3 separate regions of the Mus musculus genome follow, and regions 1 and 3 are each linked to region 2. A link is a contact called in public Hi-C data. All regions are on one chromosome and are shown on one strand. The core of a region is the stretch at or near the end of the contact, and the rest is flanking DNA. Distances in the headings are between cores, read along the strand shown.

Region 1 (3,047 bases), core at 481-2,980, 750 kb after region 2:
CTCAGCTCATGTTCTGGCACGTATGGCAGTTGTATGTATGATTTCCTTTTCGAATTGCTGTGGCAGCAGCAACTTAAGGAAGGAATGGTTTCTTCTGAGTCACCGTAGAACAAGGAATTCAGTCAGCCACAGCAGGGAAGGCATGACAGCTGCAACATGAGGCGGCTAGTCACACTGATCTACACTCAAGATTCAGAGAGCAGACAGGAAGTGCGGCCAGAGAGCAGACAGGAAGTGCGGCCAGAGAGCAGACAGGAAGTGCGGCCAGGCTATCTACCCTCACGTCTCACCCCTGTGACTACCTACTCCAACAAGACTCTGCCTCCTCAAGATTCCATGCCCTTTCCAAACAGCACCACCAAACAGCTGGAAAACAAGTGCCAACCCAGGAGCCAAGAAGGGGCACAGCTCTTTAAATCACAGTAGCGGCAATGGCCATGGACTCCAAGAGGATGCTCACAACAGTCTGTACATGCTCACTGATGCCCACAACAAACCTGCGAAGAAGACAAGCAGACACTTTTAACTTTGTTTGTTTGTTTGTCTGTTTGTTTGTTTGTTTGTTTTGTTTGTTTGTTTTTGAAAAATAGGTATTTAGGATTCAAAAAGATCAATCCTTCTGAGGTCATAAAGGTAGTAGACAGTTGAAGTAGAAGCAAGCCAAGATCTTTGCTCTGTCCTGACCCTCTATTCTTTAGACTACAGTGACTCCAAGCTGATTTTGGAATCCTAGACATAAGTCACTGCGCTGCTCACCAGCTTGAACGACCAGCTTGCCACCCTGGGAATTTCCTCCGGGTAAACACGTGCTTGGAGACACTAGAGAGTAAACACACAATCCCTGCCCTCATGAGGCCCACAGACTTGTCATGCAATGCACAAGACAAATCCTGTCTGCCATGAGCACTACATCAGAATTAAAGTAATTAATAGGGACATTAAGCACCCTTCATTGAGCATGTACTATGCATCAGGTTCTGTCCTGAACACTTTGCTAGGCAGTGAGTAGCATGAAACACCACCTGCTTAGCTCACAGCCAGAGTTTAAGGACTGGCAGTCATTTTGACGATAGTTTTAAAAATAAAACCAGGGGTTCTTACCTACAGAACAAGGAAAGAACATTTTACATTGAAACAACGTGGAATAATATTTTGGAGAAGCAACTAATCCCCTGAGAAGTGAGACTAGTGGGGGAGGGGTTGATGAAGCAAGTAATCACTACAATGGGGACATCCCTACCATCTCGGGAAGCACTTGAGAAGACCTGGGTATGAGCAGCACTAGGGGAAGGAGAGGAGACATTATTTTAGGACAGGCAGAGACTGGCTACAAAGGGATGGCCTACAGCTGGAAAGCCCAGAGAGGCTAAGCTCTCCCCAGGCTTGACCTGGCTCCAAGGGGAGGCACAGATGGCCAAGGCTATTTGTTTGTACATTACATTTTTCCTGAACAGATTCCAAATCCTAGTTTCCAAAGAAAGGAGAAAACAGACTTATTGGGCCAAAGGCTTTCCCTGAGAAATGTCCTTGTGGCTATGTGCCAGCATAGGATTCCCCCCACAGCCCAGAGCAGCAGACGGCAGGCTGGAGCCTTCCCCAAACCTTTCAATAAGGCAGGGATTAGAAGTTATTCCCTGGGAGATTTTCAAGAGTCATGTGCCCAGCAGCTCTGCCCTAGTATTTAGGCCCACCCAACTTTGGCATGTATCCTGGTGACGTTTCAGTCCCTCCCAGGCCCGCCCTCCCCTTTCCTGTTTGGCATGGCCCAATGCTTCCTGCCAGGCCATACCTCCTCTGAGTGTTCCCTGAGAGTGGTGTTCCCAACCTCTGACCCCCAAAGCTCAGTAGGTTGTAACTATGACTTCAGTGCTGGACAGAGCCATGGACATGATTTTGCTAGTAGCCATTCTACCGCCCTGTTATGGTGTTGCCCACTACACAGGCTCATGCCCCAGCACTCCCTGCACACCCCCTGTCTATCATAAACCAAGGACAAGCAGGGAGGAACAGCCCTGGGTGTTAATGGTAAAAGGAGCTAGGGGCATCTTTTGCTGCAAACTTTGAAAAATACAATTCAGTGGGTCAGTCTGTTTTTAAATCACACTCAGGGAACTCTGCAGTGCCGCAGAAAGTGGGGTTGGGGGAAAAAGACATTTTTTTTCCTGACATTTTGTTAGGAAAGAACAAGGGTATCTAAGTCGGATGCTTCTGCTCAATTCCTTGATCTTCTTATTATGACACCCCCCCCCTCGTGCAACGCTGAAAGGCTAACCTCTCAGACTATCACACACTCAGGTGTCTGTGGTAAGGCCTCAGCAGGAGAGCACACATTTGGCCTGAGGTGACATGCGAGTTCAACGCTGTCCATTACCTCTCAGGCCGCCCCTTCCTTCCCTGAAATCTGAAGGCAGCCGTGCTGGAGCTCTGGTCTGTTTTACTTCACAGGCTGTTTGTCACATGTGAAGCTGAGTCACCCTGAGTTCCTGCAGCCTCGAGGCCGTGCTCTCCTGAAAAGGATGTGTAGCTGCGCCAGTCCCAGGTTCTGGGTGGACATGCCGTTCTGGGAACCCTGCAAAAGCTGACTGGAGATGTGAGATTGCTCACACAGGCCTGGGCTTCTGTGGCCCTGAGTGCTTTCTTGTGCTAGGGCATTTCTAGTGAGAATGCAGACATATGAGCCTACAGGCCATGGGGAGGAGTGGAAGTACTGCTGAGAAACAGCATGTGTGGCACTCAGCACCCCGGTAGGCACCCAGGGGGACCCCAGTGGTGGTCTAGGGGAGGAGAAATGGACTAATGACCATGAGACAAGGAAGAAGAGAGAACTGTCATAGCCTTCTCTTAGCACTCTGTAAGACAGCTCTCCGCCCTGCTCCTGTTTGGAGAGGCAGGCTTACCTCCACTTCCAGATGAGAAGTGGATGCCTTAGTGAAGTGGTTAGCTGGGGTCACACTAGGTAGCTGTGGTCCCATGTGGCTTTGTCGCCTGCACTCATGTGGCTCACATAACAAACTGGTGCAAGTGTACAGTGTCCCAGTAGCTGGAAC
Region 2 (2,959 bases), core at 61-2,560:
TTCACCTCATTTTCATGTGGAGACAACAGAGGGGCAGCTGTCCACTAAGCCTACTTCATTCTCTCAGTTCTGCCCTGGCAAAATCAGTCCAAGACTGTACTATCTATGGAATGTCTGCCATGTGGACCACTCAAGAAGATGAAGAAGACTTAGAAGGAATTTCTGTGAAAGGTGAATGCCTAGGATTGCCAGAGATGCCACCTGTTTGCTTGTGTATGTGTGTGTGTGTGTGTGTGTGTGTGTGTGTGTATCTGTGTGTACATTTATACTAGCTTCAAAAGCTGGGCCAGGCCAAATGAGCTATATGGTTCAGCTGAGAGCTGACTGATCCCGTTGATAAGAGGAAGCTGAAAGGAAGCATAAGTGGAAAGAGTACTTATAAATATGCATGTGCCTGTTTTGAATGCTGAGGTGAGACAGTCAAATGTAAGGCCCATGGGAGATCTGTGATGGTGTGCACATTTTATTTCATTTGGCTCTGTGTAAAATGGGCTTCCCACCACAAACCTGTTTGATGAAAAAAATTATTGTGAATATTGTATGAAATTACCTTCAGGCTATGTATATAAAGTATTCATAAAACCTAGATGAAGTTCAACTTTGAACTTGGGTACTATCTCCAAAATATCACATTAGATACATTCAAATAGTCTAAAATTCCAAAATTTCAAGTCTGTTTCAGATAAGGACTAGCAATTCAGCAACAACAGCAATTTAGTTATACTTTCCTTCCAAGTTGTTAAAGGAATAAAGATTATTATCTATGTTTGTTACAGAAGTGCTGTAGGAAACATTTCTCTAAGGGTTCCTGAAAAACTGTCAAAGACAAGGCAGAGAAATTCTAGGTCGCTGGAGCTCGATGAGGGGTATCACTCAGGGGAATTAAATGGACGTCTTTAGGAATACAATGGGGGTCCCAAACACTGCTTCATCAGTCAGTAAGGAAGGCAGTTGGTGAGGGAGATCAAACAAAATTCTGTAGAGGACATGGGGGGGGGGGTTCGGGGGAGGGGAAGAGAATAGAATTCTAGAGAATAGAATCAAGTAGAAGCCTGGGAGGACCAGTAACTGTGGGCGTCCAGACAAGCAGACACTTTACTCTGCTTAAAACCCACCAAGACTTAGGGAACGAAGACAAATGGACCACCACGGCATGGGAGGAAGAATTAGAAAGACCTCTGTCTTCTGATTGTGGAAACACTGATCTATACTCAGCTGTAAAGAAACTGGCAGAAACAATCTGTCACTAGCCAGCTGACTTTAAATGGCAGTGATTATCCTGATTCATCACATGGGCACTGAAAAGCAGAAGAGAAAGGCAGAAGAACCCATGAAGAGATGAAAAAGAGGAAGGCAGAGGGCAGAGGGCAGAGGGCAGAGGGCAGAGGGCAGGAGACAGAAATGGAAAGGAGGAGGGCTCAAAATATGAGATGGTCCTACTGGCTTTGGGAAGATAGGCAGAAGGTAATGAGCCTAAGAATGCAGGAAGGTATTTAAAAGCTGAGCAGGAATCCTGGCTGCCCACAGGGAAACCAGGATATTAGTCCTACTCTGTTGGAATTTGGATGGGAGGGAAAGCATATTTTTCCAAGAGCCTTCCAATAGGAGTCTCAGCTTTTGGCCATTTGAGCATTAGAGCAGGAAAAGCATAGGGTTGAGGCAACTTGGACATCTTAGGTGCTGAACAGTGAGATGATAGACACGTGTACACTGCTAAGGTTGTGTGCAGTGAACACATATTAGAAGGAAATGATGGGCTGACACTCTCCCAGTGACCTTCTTCTACCACTGCTTAACTGATGTGACACACTGGCAATTTACTCCTTTGGTGGCTCAGCAGAAGTCATTCTGATGTACATTTACCAGTTCCCAAAGTGGTTCTGTACAAGTAGTGTTGTATCCCTGTCTTTAGTCTCATGACAACCTGGACCCCAGTTTTGGGCCTCAGGCCTTAGTTCTCTCCTGGACCATTGCAAAAGATTCTACAAGATAGCCCCGAAAGCCTCTGTTAGGCACCCCACTAGGAAAGGTCCGATCTTAGTCTTCCTCTGGCTTTATCTGGTGTTAAGTATACACAGGAAAAAGAAAGTTATATGCTGTGATTCTCAACATGTGGGTTCTGACTCCTCTGCCGTATGAGATGACTTTTTAATAGGGGTCATCCAAGACCACCCAAAACTACAGATATTTACATTACAATTTGTAATAGCAGCAAAATTACAGTTATGAAGTAGCAACAAAATAATTTTATGGTTGGGGGTCATTACAACAAGAGGAGATGTGTTAAAGGGTCACAACATTAGGAAGTTTGAGAACCACTGGTTATTAAGAAAGTGATTCTGTGATATAATTTTGAAAAATGGCAGTAAAATAGAAAGAAATCGTACACAAATTGAAAACAGAACGCAACATGTAAGAAAATACTCAAAGCCTTAATATATCAGTTTTATATTACTGACATTTTATTAACATTAAAGAATACTTCTGGGGGCTGGAAAGATGGCTCAGCAGTTAAGACCACTGTCTATTCTTCAAAAGGACATAGATTCAATTCCTAGAGCCCACATGGCTGCTCACAACTGCCTGTAACTCCAGTTCCAGAGAACCCACACCCTCATGCAGGCAAAACACCCATGCATATAAAGTCAACAAATAAATCATGTGGGGGGGAGGGAGAGAGAGGGTGGGAAAGGGAGAGAGAGAGGGAGGGAGAGAAAGAGGGAGAGGGAGAGAGAGGGGGGGGGGAGAGAGAGACGGGGAGGGAGAGAGAGAGACAGAGAGAGACAGAGAGAGAATTTGATACAAATTTGAACTGAATGGGTTCTAACCTGAACTGTACTATTTTCTCCAGTAGACAAACTGCATACATTGCTCAATCCTCAGTTTCTCTATTTGTTTAAATCGTCAATATTATTTTGAAGAGTTATTGTGAAGAAAGGTATGGCTACAAGCATATTAC
Region 3 (3,121 bases), core at 193-2,692, 830 kb after region 2:
GATAAACAGCAGACTTCGCTCTTCAGACAACTTTCCTAAAGTCCTTTCAGGGTTCCTCAGTGTGACCCACTGCACCAACACCTCCATAGAGTGTACTAGCACATAAAATGATTAAAGTAAGCCTAGGATACAGTCAATGATTAGTAAGCAGTATCTGTAATCGTACCTCGAAGAACACCACCTGCACTTCACAAGGTATATGTCCTTCCTCCACACCATACACAGAATGCCTTCACCTATTCTGCTTGTGAAATAATAGTAAATTCACGAAACGGGTCTCTGGCATTTTAAGAGTTCTACATTTTCATTCCAATCTTATTTGTGCCATCCTAAGCTACTTCCCAGAGAGTTGGGATTCTTTCTGGATGTGTTCTTTCTGTGCCCGTGCCTTTGGGAAAAGCACACACTGGGCTGTACCATGGACGAGGCGAGATGTGCTTCATACTTCATTCCTCAGGACCCTTTTCAAAGCTGAGAGGATTTATCAAACACCCATCATTAGACAGTGGAAGGTCAAGGACTGGGGCACGGTATTTCTTACCCTTGGCATTACATTCTGGGCACATATCACAGAACCAAGGCAAATGTGCATGTGCAGTAAATGGACAGGAATGTTCTCAAGGAAGAATGAGAGATCTGCCTGACACCAGGCATTCACTGAGTCTCCATACCTGAGGGCAAGAAGGCTGGAGCCAGTTCTCTGCTTACTGGCTCCCGGATTTCTAATGGGTTCTTTAGCTGTTTAATTATGCTCAAATTTGAATCAGTTAAGTAGAAACTGGGATAGAATATCTCTTACAGCAGTCACCTTTACCCAAGAATCTAATTTTATTTAGTGACATTAGATCGCAGCCCCAAAATATTAAGTAGAAAAGTCTACAAAGTCATGTTTTAAGAGTATTTATAGTATTTTTATATTTGTTCTATCTTATTAGTAGTATCACTAATCTCTCTGTATACCTAATTTATAGGAACATACACAGAGGAACATAATGTATAGGAAGAAACATAGCACACACAGGGTCCAGTACTGCCTGTGGTAATGGGTATCCAGAAGGGTTCTGGGATCAGGTATCATGCTTGTTTTGAGATTGAGATAAAATAGCATGTGTGGATTATTTTGCATACAATAAGTGAATAAAAGAAACCATTCCTGAAGAAGTAAGTCTCAGATGCCCTTGGAGAGCACTGTTGAGGAAAGTGAGGAAGTTGTCCCTCCAGAAGATGCTGATCTGAGCCTCTGATCCCTGAGAACCATGAATCTGTTGCTAGTGAGCAGCAAGGCCCTCTTCCAGCTTTAGCGACCTCAGAGCTGATGAAGAGATGATCATTTCCTCCCAGAGTTGTTTTGTTCTCTTTCCAAGACTTAGAGCAACTGCTGGCTCAATAGGAAGCTCTCTGAAGCTGAGTCAACCTTCACTCATCCTAAGAGGTGACTCACACACCAGTGTGTGGTCCACAAATGCTATGGGGGTGGTACCTCTCCAGAGGCTGCTGATGGCCCTGTCTGAGTTGTTTGTGATCACAAACTCCTCATCAGCAGACAGGAGAACAGATGCTCTAATTAAGTTCTCATACCATCGTGTCCCGTCTGTACTCCTACAGAAGCAGAGAGGCAGCCACGGGCTTTATGGAAACATGAACTTGGGAGAAAGGGGGGGGGGGCATTTCTCCCATTCTCTGACCTTCTTTTGAAGTCTGGCTACGAGTCAGAATGAGATGTGGAAGACCTGAAAACTTGTATTAATCATGTTGTGGTAAAGAGAATATGATCATATGACAGGGAATTTTGGAAGTTGGGGCAATTTCAGGGAGGCAATCTTGTATTGCCTCAAGCTTCACATCACGATAACATTTTATGAAGGTTTAAAAATGATTAACTTATTGTTTTTCTGCTTCTGCCAATATACAAATACTTTATGGGCACTAGACCTTATTCCTCACTTTTACTAGGTTTGCCCTGTGAAGTCTGGCACAAGCCATGTAGTAAAAAAGTTGAGTCTGAATCTGAGTCTTAATTTTCTTTCAAAAAACCACAAGGATGCTCTAACCCTGGATAATGTACTCAAATCGGGGTCTGAGGCCAGAGGTGGTCTGTAGTTGTCAGCATCTTGTTATCAGTGACCTGCAGAAAGTGACCATTGGGAGCTTCCATAACAGCCGCCTTTTGCCAGAAATTTTTTTTGTATTTTTATGAGTATTAATTAGTAGTAGCATTTTTAAGATTTAATTAAAATGTCATCACAGTCTGAGAACCATTAATGCTGTCATCCCATACAGATGTGCTCCAGCCTGTAATTATTAAAGTGCATGTTGTTTTATTTTAATACCTTCCTCAGGTTTTTCTTTTATTATCATATTTCAGCCTCATTTGTGTCACATGATCTCCATTTTGTTATTCTTATTCATTTTTCAGTGCTGAGCACACAGGACCCTAGAGCCTGTGCATGTGAGCCAAGGACTCTACAAAATGCTGTGAACAGACAGACTCAGCCCTAGGATTTAGTGGACATGCTATGAGTTTCAATCAGAATCGCAGAAGCACAGTCCTGGGAAATCCCATCCTCCCACTGTGTGGCAGGTCCCTTGCTCTGCTCTGGTTCTACAGTGAGAACACTCCCAGCATGAGCCTCTCATTGAAAGCAGCTTCCCCCATCTAGTGAGGTGCTGTGGTTTGAATGAGGAGAGTCCCCACAGTCTGGTGCCACAGGACCTTTGAGAAGTGAGTCCCTGGAGGCAGTCCTTGAGGCTTTATGACATGGCCCTGCTTCCTGGTCTTTCTTTGCTTCCTGAGTGTGTGTGCAATATGACCAGCAGCCTCCTACTCCTGCCACCATGTTTTTTCTGCCTTCTGCCATGTCCTCTCCAACATCATGGGCACATCATCATGTGGAACAGGAAGCCAAAGGAAGTCCCTTTTATGTTAAATTGCTTAAGCTAGGGCACTTCATCAAATCAATAAACAATGGACCGGGTCATAGGCAGCTTGCTAAATACTAGCTCAGAGCATATATTGGACTAGTAAGGTTGTAAAAACTATTTTCCAAGTTTACTAGTTCATAGGCATTTACAGAACCGAATTTTATATTCTGTAAGTGAAAATTATGTAATTTTGAGTAGT

Evidence for each region. Hi-C and Micro-C count contacts between places; a contact is called where the count stands out from the background.
Region 1: a contact with region 2 is called in a Hi-C map of bone marrow-derived macrophages, with 10 read pairs. The contact joins two enhancer-like sites. A contact is called at or near these places in 1 of 484 Hi-C or Micro-C datasets (bone marrow-derived macrophages) and 4 of 115 datasets of contacts at active chromatin or transcription factors (acute myeloid leukemia, bone marrow-derived macrophages, embryonic basal ganglia and 1 more).
Region 3: a Hi-C map of bone marrow-derived macrophages shows a contact between it and region 2, with 13 read pairs. The contact joins two enhancer-like sites. A contact is called at or near these places in 1 of 15 datasets of contacts at CTCF or cohesin (the NIH/3T3 cell line), 1 of 484 Hi-C or Micro-C datasets (bone marrow-derived macrophages) and 4 of 115 datasets of contacts at active chromatin or transcription factors (the NIH/3T3 cell line, bone marrow-derived dendritic cells, embryonic basal ganglia and 1 more).

Annotation. Positions count from the first base shown.
Region 1 is chr4:95,081,279-95,084,325 of GRCm38.p6, reverse strand. The region is part of intron 1 of Junos (a long non-coding RNA gene); the gene reads right to left. Among named protein-coding and RNA genes, the nearest start is that of Junos, 30 kb to the right of the region's middle. Within about 2 kb of position 1,730, at least 142 of the 459 cell types and tissues checked have an H3K27ac peak or open chromatin away from gene starts, as enhancers often do. A contact at or near this core is called in bone marrow-derived macrophages, where this site is marked.
Region 2 is chr4:95,828,887-95,831,845 of GRCm38.p6, reverse strand. The region is part of intron 11 of Fggy (FGGY carbohydrate kinase domain containing); the gene reads right to left. Among named protein-coding and RNA genes, the nearest start is that of Hook1, 140 kb to the left of the region's middle. Within about 2 kb of position 1,310, at least 3 of the 459 cell types and tissues checked have an H3K27ac peak or open chromatin away from gene starts, as enhancers often do. A contact at or near this core is called in bone marrow-derived macrophages, where this site is marked.
Region 3 is chr4:94,999,907-95,003,027 of GRCm38.p6, reverse strand. The region is part of intron 2 of Gm12694 (a long non-coding RNA gene); the gene reads right to left. Among named protein-coding and RNA genes, the nearest start is that of Gm12694, 22 kb to the right of the region's middle. Within about 2 kb of position 1,442, at least 67 of the 459 cell types and tissues checked have an H3K27ac peak or open chromatin away from gene starts, as enhancers often do. A contact at or near this core is called in bone marrow-derived macrophages, where this site is marked.